Linked DNA regions of Sus scrofa: region 2 is linked to region 1. A link is a contact called in public HiChIP or PLAC-seq data. All regions are on one chromosome and are shown on one strand. Each heading gives the region's core, a stretch centred on a gene start, on an enhancer-like site or on the middle of the called end of the contact. The rest is flanking DNA. Distances are from core to core; before and after follow the strand shown. Region 1 holds the start of LOC733637 (myosin regulatory light chain 2 protein). Region 2 has its middle 37 kb from the start of LPIN2.

Region 1 (6,729 bases), core at 2,522-5,021:
ACCCAAGGAGTGGCACATATTTATCAAAGTGTCATATCTCTTTAATATTTTACGTGTGCCACATCTTTGCAAAACGAAACGTCTTTAAAAATAGTCTTTTGGGAGTTCCCATCCTGGAGCAGCAGAAACGAATCTGACTAGGAACCATGACATTGCAGGTTCGATCCCTGGCCTCGCTCAGTAAGTTAAGGATCCAGTGTTGCCGTGAGCTGTGGTGCAGGTTGAAGATGCAGCTTGGATCTGGGGTGGCTGTGGCTCTGGCATAGGCCGGCAGCAACAACTCCGAATAGACCCCTAGCCTGGGAACCTCCATATGCCACGGGTGCGGCCCTAAAAGAAAAAAAAAAAAAAAGACAAAAAATAAAATAAAAAAATAGTCTTTTGTTTGACATTGTCTTACCCTAATAACGTACAAATGTCAGTTAAGAAAGAAACTGATAAAAATTATAGGTTAAATGGTTGACACAACTGATTTTTAATCTAAAAACCTCATAATACTAAATCTGGTGGGGGGGCCTCTAGGTACGTTTTTAAAATGCTTAGTTCGGATTATAAAGTAACACCTTTGAATTTTGATGTATTTCCTATTAGCGTTTCTTTTAACCATGCAGTCTTCAAATCTGTAAATACTCTTTTTTTTTTTTTTTTTGCTTTTTTTGCTTTTTAGGGCCCCACTTGTGGCACATGGAAGTTCCCAGGCCAGGGGTCAAACTGGAGCTGCAGCTGCCGGCCTATGCCACAGCCACAGAAATACCGGATTCGTGCCGCATCTATGATCTATACTACAGCTCACAGCAACGCCAGATCTTTAACCCACTGATTGAGGCTGGGGATCGAACCTGCATTCTCAGGGGTAACAGTTGGGTTTGTTTCCACTGAGCCACAAGAACTCCTATAAGATAGTTTCTTAAAGTTATAAAGTTTTTTTTTTTTTTGGTCAGCACCAACAAGGGTCTCACAGAATTTTTCTTTAGCTCATTCAATACTGAATCATCAGTCTTTAATACGATCAGTAGAATTACACTCATATGCATCAAATGTTATGAGTATTGATTATTACTTAAGAATTAAGAAATGTAAGATAAGTGTCCTATCTTCAAGAAGCTTAAAATATACTTAGGGAGGTAACTGTAAAGAAATAAGATGATTGGTTCGATTCATGAGATGCATCACACAGCTTTCATTCCAGAAGTATTACTCTCAAGTTAACAGTATGTATAACAAAAATAAATAACACAATGGTAGTACATAATTATCAAATACTGTGAGTTCAGAAAAGGTCTTTATTTCTAAAAGATTTGGTGGGTGAGGAGACCCTGAAAACCCCTAAAAGCTACAAGATTTCTTTAGAATTACAAGATTTAAATGTTAGTCTTAATTCTAACAAATTAAGGTAGGTAATTCTACCAAAAACTGGTAGTGTGATGTTGGGCAAGTCACTACATGGGCCCTGACTTTTTCAAGGAGGGTGGACACTGATCTATGAATTTATCTCCTGCCAGAAACCTGACAGGGAGTTCACTTCAGAAGTCAATCATTCAAAAATATGGGCAGGGTGGATATTTTTCCACCAAACTGAAAGCATGGGTGGAATAAACACTGGTGGAGAGGGAGCCAAATGAGGAGCAGTGCTGTCTATGATCCCAAGGAGCAGATCACTTACAACAGATACTGTCACTGTTCTCCTAATTATGATTCTAGTATGCTGTCCATTTTTACATTCCCCATACAAGTCAGACTGAAACTCTCTTCATGTAACAAGCCTTTAGCAAATTCACAACTCTCATAAGTTAGGGTAAAATAAAGTTGAAGATATTTCACACATCAATTTAAGCAGGACGGGAGGATTTGCCATAAAGGCACTTGGGACTTCCAAGTTACAAGGATCCTCACTCATCCTAAATTGGAGACTGGAGTATTTCTTAAGCATTTAATGAAAGAACAATGAAAGAACTTTGGGATGAAGGGCTATATATTGTATGAAACTTGCAGCTTCTATGAAATACATAAGGATTTCAGATGCCGGAGAAAGTGAATGAAACACAATCTCATGGTCAAGGAGGTTCAGTTTACAGATGTGATGGAATATAATCTTGCCTTAATCAGGGAAGGGGCGTGTTGCTGGTAATGAATTTCTGGATTTTTCTTTTTTTTTTTAGTTTGATCAAATACCAAGATAATCATTCAGGCTTATGACAAAAAGGAGGTATACAAACTAGGGTGTTAAGACTAGATTTAAGGGATGGAGAAATGGAAAATAAAGATCCTCACACCAAGGGCAACCAGAAGATTTTTTTCAGAATTTCTAGATACTCTGGTTTCATTTGTAAAATGGGATTAATCCCATTACAAATTAATCAACATTACACTATATTACTCTAGTTAGAATCCTAGATTCCAGCATTTATAGTGGTAATAAGTGTAAACTGAGCTGAAGACTTTTTCTACTACAGAACACTCAAATTGACCAGTATTCTGGAAACATGTTCTTTAAGGAAAAACTCTCATTTCAGAAAACACCTCCTAGTACGACAGCACAGTGTCTGCTTTCCGAGTCCAGACCAAATCTACTGATTTGTCTCATTTAAACAATAAACCTTTTTCCAAGCTAAATAGATATATAACTTTTTGGTGCCAACCACAGTTTTTTAAAAGTACATTTTCAGGGTGGTGCTTCCGTTCCAACTAAACCAAGTTTTCAATTCCTTTGCAAACTTCCGGTTAAAGGTAGGAACAGTTCCCTTAGACTGCCACACCCAAAAAGTTCTCAGCACTTGACAAAGGCAATTCTTTGTCGGGGTTCACTGAGAGTAAAGCCTCACTTTTGAAAATAAAAAGCTCTCTGGTCAAGTTTTATCGAATGCCTTCCAGAACATGAAACAAACAGCAATAATTTTAAGAAATACTCACTTTCTTCACCTTTAGATATAAAACTTTGTGCGCTGAAGTTAAAATCTCACCTGAACGCTTATTTCTACTCCAAGTTCTGTAAAGAACTGACATACTCTTTGATAAACCAATTCAACTACTATAAAAAGAAACACTTTGGGAAACTGATATAACCCCAAGTCTCCACCCAAAAGGAATGTGGTGGTGTATTATGGAATTTTTCTGAAGCCGCAAATTAAACACCAAACCTCCCTTTGCCCAAATATCACTTAAAACAAAGTTCTAATTACAGAATGGACACTGAGCTGAGGAAGATGCTAATTTGAGGTGGTTATTCCAACTAAACGTAGCCACACAGCTGCAACAACAGCTGCAGCGGGGAGGTGCGCCGGAGTGGTGGTGGGGGAGGCAATGGGCTACAGTTTTTGCGCAAACTCTTGAATCCGGCAAGTTTACGTTAGAAACTAAACTTAGTCCCAGAGTCAGATCCGCGGGGCTCGGGTTTCCCAGGCCGGCTGTCGCCCAAGCTCGCGGCGCCAGCAGGCTAAGCCACATTTCCTGACCTCCAAGTCTGGCAAAATTGGCATCTGGGCCGTTTCCGGCCCCCGGCTTTTGATACTGGAGCTGGCCCTTGGGCTCGAAACCCACGAAGCGGCTGGTACATCTGCCCAGGTGCGCTCCCGGTACCACGGAAGCACCGCTGCTCATCAGCCGCCCCACGGGTATGCGGCCAGAATGAGCCCCAAGCACCACTCACCCTGCTCAGCCGCAAGAATCCGATTGCTTCGGGTACCCCCTCGCTGCCTCGGCTGCCGCTACTAACTCGCTTCCAATACCAGAGCCGCTACAATCCAACACTTCCGGCCTCCGCCTAGCGAACCGGAAGGAAGTCGAGTCACCATTCTGGGCTAACACTGTGAGCCTGGGTTAACGGAAGGGCGACGGGGCAGGGGTGTTGCCAGTATGCTCCAAGGGCGTAATTTTGACCGACTGCATTGCAAGAAAGTATCAATTGGGCAGCCTAGCACATAGAAAAACGTTAAATGGTTCATTGGGACTAATGACTAAGTTTTAGTCTTTTTTATACCCCCTTTTACAAAGTAAGCTTTTCTTTCCCCCCTTTTCTGTTGGCAAATGGGTGAGTCTCTCCTGTGGGTTTGCCCCTCCGCACATTCCAAAGCCCGGCTAGGGGCGGGGCTCGGCAGCCGAAGTCCTTGTAGGGAAATCGCGGAGATATTTCGCGGCTCACGTGAGTGGCCTTCGCCCCGCCTCCGAGTGCCCGGCCCCTGGCGCCGAGCAGTCCTGCGCCTGCGCCTGGGGCTCGCCTCAGGTTGACCTGGGAGTTTTTGGTTCTCCTGAGGGTCCAGCACGGCTAGCGTACCTCAAGATGAGGCCTTTAGGCGAGAGATTTGATTTCTGTGTACCATGTTATTTTATAAAGGGTCGCGCCCCTCCGTCAGGAGCAAACATTGTGAAGTCCCGGGGGCCCCCAGCGAAGCGGCCACTATCTCTGCCCCAGAAGGATCTCCTCAGGCCAAGGCAGGCGGAAGACTTATTCCCTCTTCAGAAAGTTTGGGGTTCTGTTTCCCACCGGAGCTTCTTGAGTCCCCGACAACAGGGAGAACCTGTCTCCATCGGGCTCTGAGGGAAGACCCGCGACCCACAGCGTGGAGCTTCCTAACCACGCCCATGCCTCTCAGGGTGCCTGGTGAAAAGAGTAAGAAGTCTGGCCTATAGTTTCTCAGTTCTCCTTTCCCAACACAGCTTCAGACACTGCGTCGCCCAATTCTGCCCTCCTCTGTCCAGTCTGGCAAGTGCGGCGACGAAGGAGTGGGCTGGAGCCCATGACACTCCAGGTCACCCCAAAGCCGGGCTTGGGAGCCTGGTCTGGCTCACCAGGCCAGAGCAGTTCTGAGGCTTGGGGTCCCCTCGAAAGCCGCTCTCACCCTGCTGACAAGAAAGGTAAAAGCTGCAGAGTAATGCACTCGGGATGTGATTAAGCTACACCTTCAAAGACCTCAGGAGCATTTCCTCTGTTTTGTTTTGTTTTTGTCTTTTTAGGTCCGCACCTGCAGCAGATGGAAGTTCCCAGGCTAGGAGTCAAATTGAAGCTGCAGCTCTTGGCCTACACCACAGCCACAGCCACACCAGATCCGAGATGCGTCTGCCATCCGAGCTACACCACAACTCATGGCAAGGCAGGGCCCTTAACCCACTGAATGGGGGCCAGGATGAACCTGCATCCTCATGAGTACTAGCTGGGTTCTAAACCGCTGAACCTTGGGAACACCAGTCTCTTAACCAATAATATATTCCAAAGTTCACTTAGAGGCCAAGTCACTGAAAAATAAGTAGCTCTCCTAATTCTCCAGAATAATTGAAACAAAGATGATTAGTTTACTAAACAGCTTTAATAGTGAGAATCCTTTGGAAGGGGGTGGCTACTATCTAAAAATACAAAATATTGGGTACTCCCATCTCGAACCTGCTGAATCAGAATCTTCTAGAGCAGGAGTTCCCGTCATGGCTCAGTGGTTATGAATCTGACTAGGAACCATGAGGTTGAGGGTTTGATCTCTGCCCTCGCTCAGTGGGTTAAGGATTTGGTGTTGCTGTGTCTGTGGCCAGCAGCTATAGCTCTGATTGGACCCCTAGCCTGGGAACCTCCGTATACCGCGAGTGTGGCCCTAAAAAGACAAAAATTAAAAAAAAAAAAAAAATCTAGGGCAGCTTCTGGGTAGCTGTCAATTTAACAGGGGTCCTAAGCGACTCTTATCACCAAAGGTGGGAACTCAGAGCTAGATGGCTTAGAGTCTAAGATGGGGCAGTGACACATTCCAGATGCCCAGGTCAGGGACTGCAGATGATGGGTCTTGGGGCCTGGCTTGGCATCCTGCACCCTGCAGTGCTCACACACCTCCACGGAGCGGTGGCCTGTCACCAGGGGGCGCTGGGGCTTGCACTTTTGTCCTTCATAAAGAAAACTGTCCCATATGGTGAAAGGGGCAGCTAAGTTTTCTCCTCATTGCGTCTGTCTGCCACTCAGTTGACAGGTATTAAGCAGCAGCTACACTGCCAAGCACTGTGGTGAGTGCTGTGCTTTTTATGGCTTTTGAAATAGAAAATAGTTGCTACCTCTGGGATGACAGGGGAGGGTGTAGAAAGGGTGCCAAAGGCACAGGGAGTGTCAGGGAACAAACGTGAAACAGATCATTACAGCAGAATTAGATAAGGTTTACAGAAGGAACATAGAGGAGGAAATCAGCCTCTCTGGGGACTTGTAGAAAATCCCACGGAGGACTATTGAGAGCTGATTCTGGAAGTCAGTGGGGAGGAGAGGAGAGGAAGATTCCAGCTAATGAGAGCAACTTGCCTGATTGGAAGTGATGGGGGGGCGGGGGCTGGCTGATTGAAGACTAGCAGGAATTGTGTGGTCCATGTTCATTCATTCGTTTATTTATTCCCCAATTAACTGTGGGTAGCAAAGTTTAGCAGTGAGGAAAAATAAAATCTTGATAAAATGGTATTCAAATTTCCAAATTATGTTTTGATATTCAATTTTAATGATTGGACCCACCACCAAAGACCTCTCACTCTGGTATCTCTGCCCTTTTGGACTTTACAGGAGATCTTTGCCCCGAGGTGACAATCTCCTTTTCATCTTCTCATTAAAAGTTTAGAGACTGAATAACCCTGAAGGCAAGTCACTCAACCGGTCTGAGGCTCAATTTTCTGATTTGTAATATCTACCTTGCTTATTTTGTGGTATTTTCTGATTACATGAGTTCATTTATATGAAAGTTTTTGTTAAGTATACAACAGTAGCTTTCAAATTTTTGA
Region 2 (6,729 bases), core at 1,328-3,827, 230 kb after region 1:
AGGGTTGGAGGGAGAACCCAGCTCAGCTGGGCTTCTTGAGACTCGGGGTCAGTATCCAGCATGATCCCATCTTCAGGGCCTTCCCTGGCCCTTAGCCTCTTCCAGACTTGAGCACCCGGCCCCCAGGTCACCTGGCACTGGCCTGAGGTCCATCGAACTCCGTACAGGAAGCTTGACCCACATGCCACTGAAAGTGTTGGCGCTGCCCGGTGTCTGAGTATGGGTGCGAACTTGTGCTTTCTTCAGTAGAGCATTTGACTCACCTGCCAGCAATGTCTGTGGAAGGATTCTCTCTAAAGGAGTTTTACTTACTGTGAATAAATTAATGATTTGGCATTTATCAGCTCTTCAATACAGGGGAACATCTCATTAAACAGAAATAGACGCATAGACCTTCAGGAATTTTTCAAGTTCTTGAATACGCTTCTGGTATTTAGCTTACTGTAATATGGAGATAACAGTACTTCTGATGGGCTAATTCTGTGTATTAAGCCAGAGCCACAAGCCACCCGGAGAACCAGAGGCAGGTGGCAGGCGGGAGACCTAACCAGTGATGTCAATGTCTATAAGCACAGGGCAAAGGGCAAAAAAGGTGAGTGGAACATCCCCCTTGCCCTGAGGTGTATCTGACAGGCTTTTAGGGGAGTTAAGTAAGTCTGCTTGTGTAGAAAGCTGGAGTAGGCAGGGATTGAAAGGGGGTCAGAGGAAGTATCTTGGAGAGAGCCTCTCTGCTCACTCGTCTTTAGCATGAAAGTATGATGTTTAGTTGAAAGATGTTTCTGCCCAAAAATAGGACTGCTTCCTGTGCTTAGAATTTCTTCCTTGACCCAGAACTTTTGTCTTTATCATGTCAAAATAGGAAATGGACTTTTGTAAATCAGCGATTTTGTATGTCTTATGCACAACATGTGTTTACAGATTTAAGTCTTGTGACTTTTGCCATTATTTTATCTCTGGCTATATGAATTTTACCGTCCCCGCCTGTGGGTAGAGCTTTATCCGTGTATCTAGAAAGCGGAGCTGTCTTCTATACCTAGTGTATATAGTGCAGATGAATGCTTAACTAGGAGAATAAAGTCTGCTGCTGACTAGTTCATAAAGTCTCTAAGTAATTAACATTTTTCTCCAAGGCTCTAATCATTTCATTAAAATTTCCTTAGATTATAAAACTACATGAAATTTTATTCCCTAGGAGTTGAAAAATACTAATATACCCTGTATTGATTGTTTTGAGAGCTGATTTTTTTTTTTTTTTTAATGTTCTGAATATCCTTTTAAATACTGGCTAAATCTTTTGCTGGTATTCTTGCCATAGAATGGAAAAGGGCTTTTGTGTTAGGACATTTCCCTGCCCCAAGTCAGTTAACTAGATAATTTAATGGGAACTTCGCTGTATTTAAATTTCCTAGTTTGTTTGTTTGGTCTTGTTAATGAGACATACCTAAGTGGATCACAGGTGCTAAGGTTGAGAGTAGGAAAAAGAGCTTTTCCTAATTAAAAGCAGAACAAAACAAATCCCACAGTTGTTCATATTTGCTTGGTGTTTGTTTTTTTTTTCTCTAGTAGTTTTCATTCCTCTGAATAGGATTCTTTTTTATAAGGCTGCATCACATAAGAGTTCTCTTCATATTAAATTTTTTAAGTATTTTTTTTATAAAGTTTAAAAATTCGAAGAGTACTATGAGGTGTATAGTGAAAAACACCGTCTCTTCCTCCCTGCTGATCACTGCTCCCTAGAAGCAGCTCCTTTCAACTCTTTGCGCCTGTTTCTCGCGGGACTTGGTTCCACGTCCACAGGCCTGCGCTGCGGGAGTGTGGGCTGGGATTTTAGGTGTTCCCTGTGGATTTCCTGGCACACCATGAGGGTTCATCTCACACAGGTGTCCTTGCCTCCCAGTAGAATCGTATCCTAATTTATTTTCAGAATGTTCAGTGTTGATGTTTTTGTGACTAAATATTGTTCAGAACGAAGATTTTATTCTTCGCCAATTCAGATCTTTGTTTTCTCTGGAGTTAATTGTTCTTTTGGCCTGTGTTTCTTGGTACCAGTCCCATGTGCAGCCCCCGACTGGCACCTGGGCCCCGGCCTCCGACAGGGCTCCCCAGCCCCCACACCCGACCCCGCTGACCTCTCCGCAGCTTCTCTCCTCCCAGCGGCTTCCTCATCTTGGTGGGCACGTCCTGCACTTTTCAAGGACAGGTTCACAGAGGGTCACTTCTGTGAGATTGTGGGGTCTGGATGTCTGCTCTAGCCTCCTACTTGGTTGTAGGCTGGCTGTAGAATGCTAGAGAGGAAGTAATTTTTCCCTTAGTGTTGTGAATTGTTACTTTTGAGAAATCACTTTTCTTGAGAAGCCGCAAGCTTTTAAATTCCTGTTTCTGTCCCTCTCCGTCTTCCCTTCTCCCAGGTGCTTTCAGTACTTTTACTTTCTCTCCTTAAAGCCCCTCAACCTCTGGATGAGGTGATTGTCTGTTACCTGCAGCTTTGGTCACCTGACAGCCTGGGTCAGGGAGTCACGGGTTCCCTTGGCATGAACCCGCAGCCTGGCCTTGTCCTGCCTGCTCGTGCTTGGCTGGTGGGTCGGTGTGTCTGGGGGTCTGTAGATCTGTGCGTCGGGCACATCTCAAGCCAGTGAGGCCTCAGGGGCAGAGGCCTGGGGAAGAGTCACTGCAGCCAGGTGCCCCCTGCTTGGTGTGGCCTTGCCCTTTGCCCCCAAAGAAATGACAGGGCTTTCTGGCACAGCCGCCGTGGCTGCAGCACAGCATGAGGATGCTTCTGTTCTTTGTGCTGGGCATCCAGTGGGAACTTTCATTTTGGAAAATCATGTCTTTGGGAAATTTTCACCTGGTTGTTGATGTTTTTGGCGTTATCTCCACCAGTGAGGGCTTGGAGTACTTGTAACTTTCTAGGCCTCTTTTTTTTCCTCCATCCATGTTTCATCTTTCAAAAACTTGGACTTTTTTCATTGTCTCTAGCCATTCTCTTTGTACCTGCTAGTTATTCCTTTTTTATTTCTTTTGTGTTAGTGGGTGGGTTCGTTTGTGAAGGCTGCGGTAACAACACACCACAAACTGGTGGAATAAACCAAAGGTTCTGGAGGCTGGAAGTCTGAGATCCAGGTGTCGACAAGGCTGCTTCTTTGAGGGCTGCCTCCCCGGTAGCTGGCAGTCTCAGCATTTCTTGGCTTGTAGGTGCAGCACTTTGATCTCTACCTTGCATTCACATGGCACTCTGTGTGCCTGCACATGTGTCTGTCTTGGTCCAGGTTTCCCCTTTTTATGAGGAAGCTGGTCATACTGGTTTAGGGCCCACCCTAATGACCTCATTTTAGCTCAGTTACCTCTGTAAAGATCCTTTTTCCAAATAAGGTTATGTTCTGAGGTATTGAGGGTTTAAACCTCAACTTTTCATTTGGGGGCACAGTTCAAGAGTGAATTTCAAGAGGGAATAGTGTGTAACACCCTCTCTGTTCACAGAATGTCTAGTTATTGTAACATTTTACAAGATGCTTTTAGGCACATCTGTCTTCACTGAAGATCAGAAAGCTACTCTCAGGATGCAATTTTAGATTACAACTGGAGATTTTTGTTCAGGCTGTGAGACTGCTAAAATTTCCACTAGTTTCCTGAATATTTTATTATTTAGTGTCTGAGTCACCTCATTTTGTACTGTTGCTTTCTTTCTGAAACAGTTTGAAGGTGGGCAGAATGCCTAAAGAGCAAACAGTCTCGTGAAGAAGTAAACCCTTAGGCTGACCAGCAGAGCCACATGAACATCCTGGAGTTTTGGTTTTTTAAAATTCCGTCATATATTTTCTTGTTTGGGGCTCCCCAATCTTTTAACCTAAAGTAGCCCCCTCCTGCCTTTCCTCCGTTACCCTCTTAAATTTCCTTCATCAGTAATTTTTGTTTGTGGTCTCCCTCCCTCCCTCCTGAGGGTTGGCTTCTAAGTGCTGGGGGCAGGTACCAGCCAAGTTCACTGCCCGATTCCAGCTCAGAGCAGTGCTTGGCACATCACAGTGGCTGCAGCTTTTAAACACATTGACGTATGAAATGGTTTATTTTCCAACATTGCAGATGTGGCTTTACAGCCTCGCTGTTGTTCATATCAATGTAGCTTGGTGAGCAGGCGCTGGTGGAGCCTTACCTGGCGTTTGTTTTGCTTAGCTATGTAAAACCAGGGCCCAGCCCAGCACAGAATGTCCTCCCAGAGCCTGGAAAGGGATGTCCCCCTCCTCCAATTTCTGCTGGGGCCCTAGTAGGTGCCAAGCTAAGTAAGGCAGGACATGAAATTCAGGCTGTGTTTTAACTGGCGTGGGTTGGAGGGAGCTCCTCCCATCTTCCCAGGACCCTCTGCAAGTGCCAATCTGGGGTGCCTGGAGCTGGGCTCTCTGCACAAGGGTCCACGTTCCTGTGCCCTGGCCCATCTTTTAAGCTGAGACAGGAAAAAGTGGTGAGCTTGTGCTGCCTGATCTAAAAGCCTTCCCTCCAAGAAACGGGGGCTGCATTCCTGAGAGTTAACTGCAACTGCTTAGAGCTGTGAAAAACTGTTCTGGGAGCTGGGGAATTCTGTCACCTATGGCCAGGAGTTAAGTAAGCTGATGGACAAGTGCCTGTTTCCTTCTTGTGTAGCTGGTAGTGAGGGAAGACCCTGCTCTTTGCCTATGGGAGTCAATGCCAGGAGATTGAGGCCACAAATGAGGTTGGTAGAATTGATGCAGCAGGGGTCACCTTTAACTAGATCTGTGGCACAGTAACTCTTGATTTCCTCGTGGCTCCCTGGAGGGTCTGGCACCATCACTTGGCATCCTCATGGTGACCCCCAAAGTGGTTGCTGTAGCTTTGACCTCACTAATTCCTTTGGATTTCAATTTGGTGTATCAATTGTAGATTTTTGGCTTGCAGTTATTCTGAAGTTTTGATATAAGAGTCTATATGTATGTGAGAGTGTTTTAAGTTGTTGTTCTCTTAATTGCAAGTTCATTTCCAGTGTCCTGCATTTGTACCCACCTCTTCTCATGATTTCTGATTTTGGTGGTATAATTGTGCATGGATGATTTCATGTCTTTACTGTATATATACCTTTACTGGTGAGCCTTGTCATTTGTGGAATTTTTGTTTCCTGTTGCTGTCTTTTCTGCCTAGAGAAGTTCCTTTAGTATTTGTTGTAAGGCTGGTTTAGTGTTGCTGAATTCTCTCAACTTTTGCTTATCTGTGAAGGTTTTGCTCTCTCCTTCAAATCTGAATGAGAGCCTTGCTGGGTAAAGGAATCTTGATTGGAGGTTTTTCCTTTCATCACATGAAGCATATCATGCCACTCCCTTCTCGCCTGCAGAGCTTCTGGTGAAAAATATGCCGATAACCTTATTGGGGTACCCTTGTATGTTACTTGTTTCTTTTCCCTAGCTGCTTTCAAGATTTTCTCTTTGTCTTTAATTTTGGTCAGTTTGATTAATATGTGTCTCAGTGTATTCCTCCTTGGGTTTATTTTGTATCGTACTTGTTGAGCTTCCTGGATTTGAGTGAGTGGTTTCTTTCCCATGTTAGGGAAGTTTTCAGCTATTATCTCTTGGAATATTTTTTCTGTCCCCTTCTCTCTCTCTTCTCCTTGTGACACCCCTATAATACGGATGTTGGTGTGTTTCATGTTGTCCCAGAGTTCTCTGAGACTCTCTTCATTTGTTTTCAATCTTTTTTCTGTTCCACATCCATAATTTCCATTAATCTGTCCTCCACCTCACTTATTTGTTGTTCTGCCTCCTGTATTCTGCTGTTAGCTGCTTCTGGTGAATTTTTTATTTTGGTTACTGTATTTTGCATCTCTTGTTTAAGTTTTATATCTTGTATCTCTTTCATCAGTGTTTCCTGTAAGTTATCCATCTTTGCCTCCAGTTTATTTCCAATGTCTTGCATCATCTTCAGCATCAACAATTTAAAGTCTTTTTCCTGGAAGCTAAGAATCTCCTCCTCACTTAGCTTATTTTCTGGGGTTTTTTCTTTCTCCCTCGTCTGAGTTATAGTCCTCTGTCTTTTCATTTTTATAGGTTTTGGTGTGGTGACCTTCTTAAAGATAGAAGAGTTGTAGCCTCTGCCCCCCTGTGGTTGAAGTCAGTATGGGGGCTTGGTGTAGGCTTTCTGATGGGAGGGACTGATGCCTGCCTGGTAGGTGGAGCTGATTCTAATCCCTCTGGTGGGTGGGGCTTAGTCTCTGGATGGGATTAGAGGCGGCTGTGTGCCTGAGGGGTCTTTAGGGAGCCTGTTTACTGAGAGGCGGGGCTGTGATCCCACCTGGATTGTTGTTTGGCCTGGGGCTTCTCAGCAGCTGACTGACAAAGGGTGGGGCCAGATTTTCCCCAAATGGCTACCTCCAGAGAAAGGCAGGCTGCTGAATATTGCTGAGAGCTTTGCCTTCAATGTCCTTCCCTCACAAGCCACATTCACCCCTGTTTTCCCAGGATGTCCTCCAAGAACTGCGGTCAGGTTTGACCCAGATTCCTATGGAGACCTCCCTCTGCCCTGGGACCCAGTGCACGTGAAAGTCCGTGTGCGCCTTTTTTTTTTTTTGTTTTTATTTATTTATTTATTTATTTATTTATTTATTTATTTATTTATTGTCTTTTTTGTTGTTGTTGTTGCTATTTCTTGGGCCGCTCCCGCGGCATATGGAGGTTCCCAGGCTAGGGGTTGAATCGGAGCTGTAGCCACCGGCCTACGCCAGAGCCACAGCAA

What was found. HiChIP or PLAC-seq counts read pairs in DNA pulled down with a chosen protein or histone mark.
Region 2: a contact with region 1 is called in an H3K27ac HiChIP or PLAC-seq map of alveolar macrophages. The contact joins the enhancer-like site here to the promoter of LOC733637 in region 1. A contact is called at or near these places in 1 of 5 promoter capture datasets (liver), 4 of 47 Hi-C or Micro-C datasets (epiblast stem cells, fetal skeletal muscle, liver and 1 more) and 2 of 2 datasets of contacts at active chromatin or transcription factors (alveolar macrophages and skeletal muscle).

The regions. Positions count from the first base shown.
Region 1 is chr6:103,421,019-103,427,747 of Sscrofa11.1, forward strand. LOC733637 (myosin regulatory light chain 2 protein) reads right to left here and starts at 3,772. Exons shown (of 4, transcript NM_001244251.2): 1 at 3,647-3,772.
Region 2 is chr6:103,647,699-103,654,427 of Sscrofa11.1, forward strand. It overlaps a transcript of LPIN2 not described here. Among named protein-coding and RNA genes, the nearest start is that of LPIN2, 37 kb to the right of the region's middle. Within about 2 kb of position 2,578, at least 18 of the 83 cell types and tissues checked have an H3K27ac peak or open chromatin away from gene starts, as enhancers often do. A contact at or near this core is called in alveolar macrophages, liver and omental adipose tissue, where this site is marked.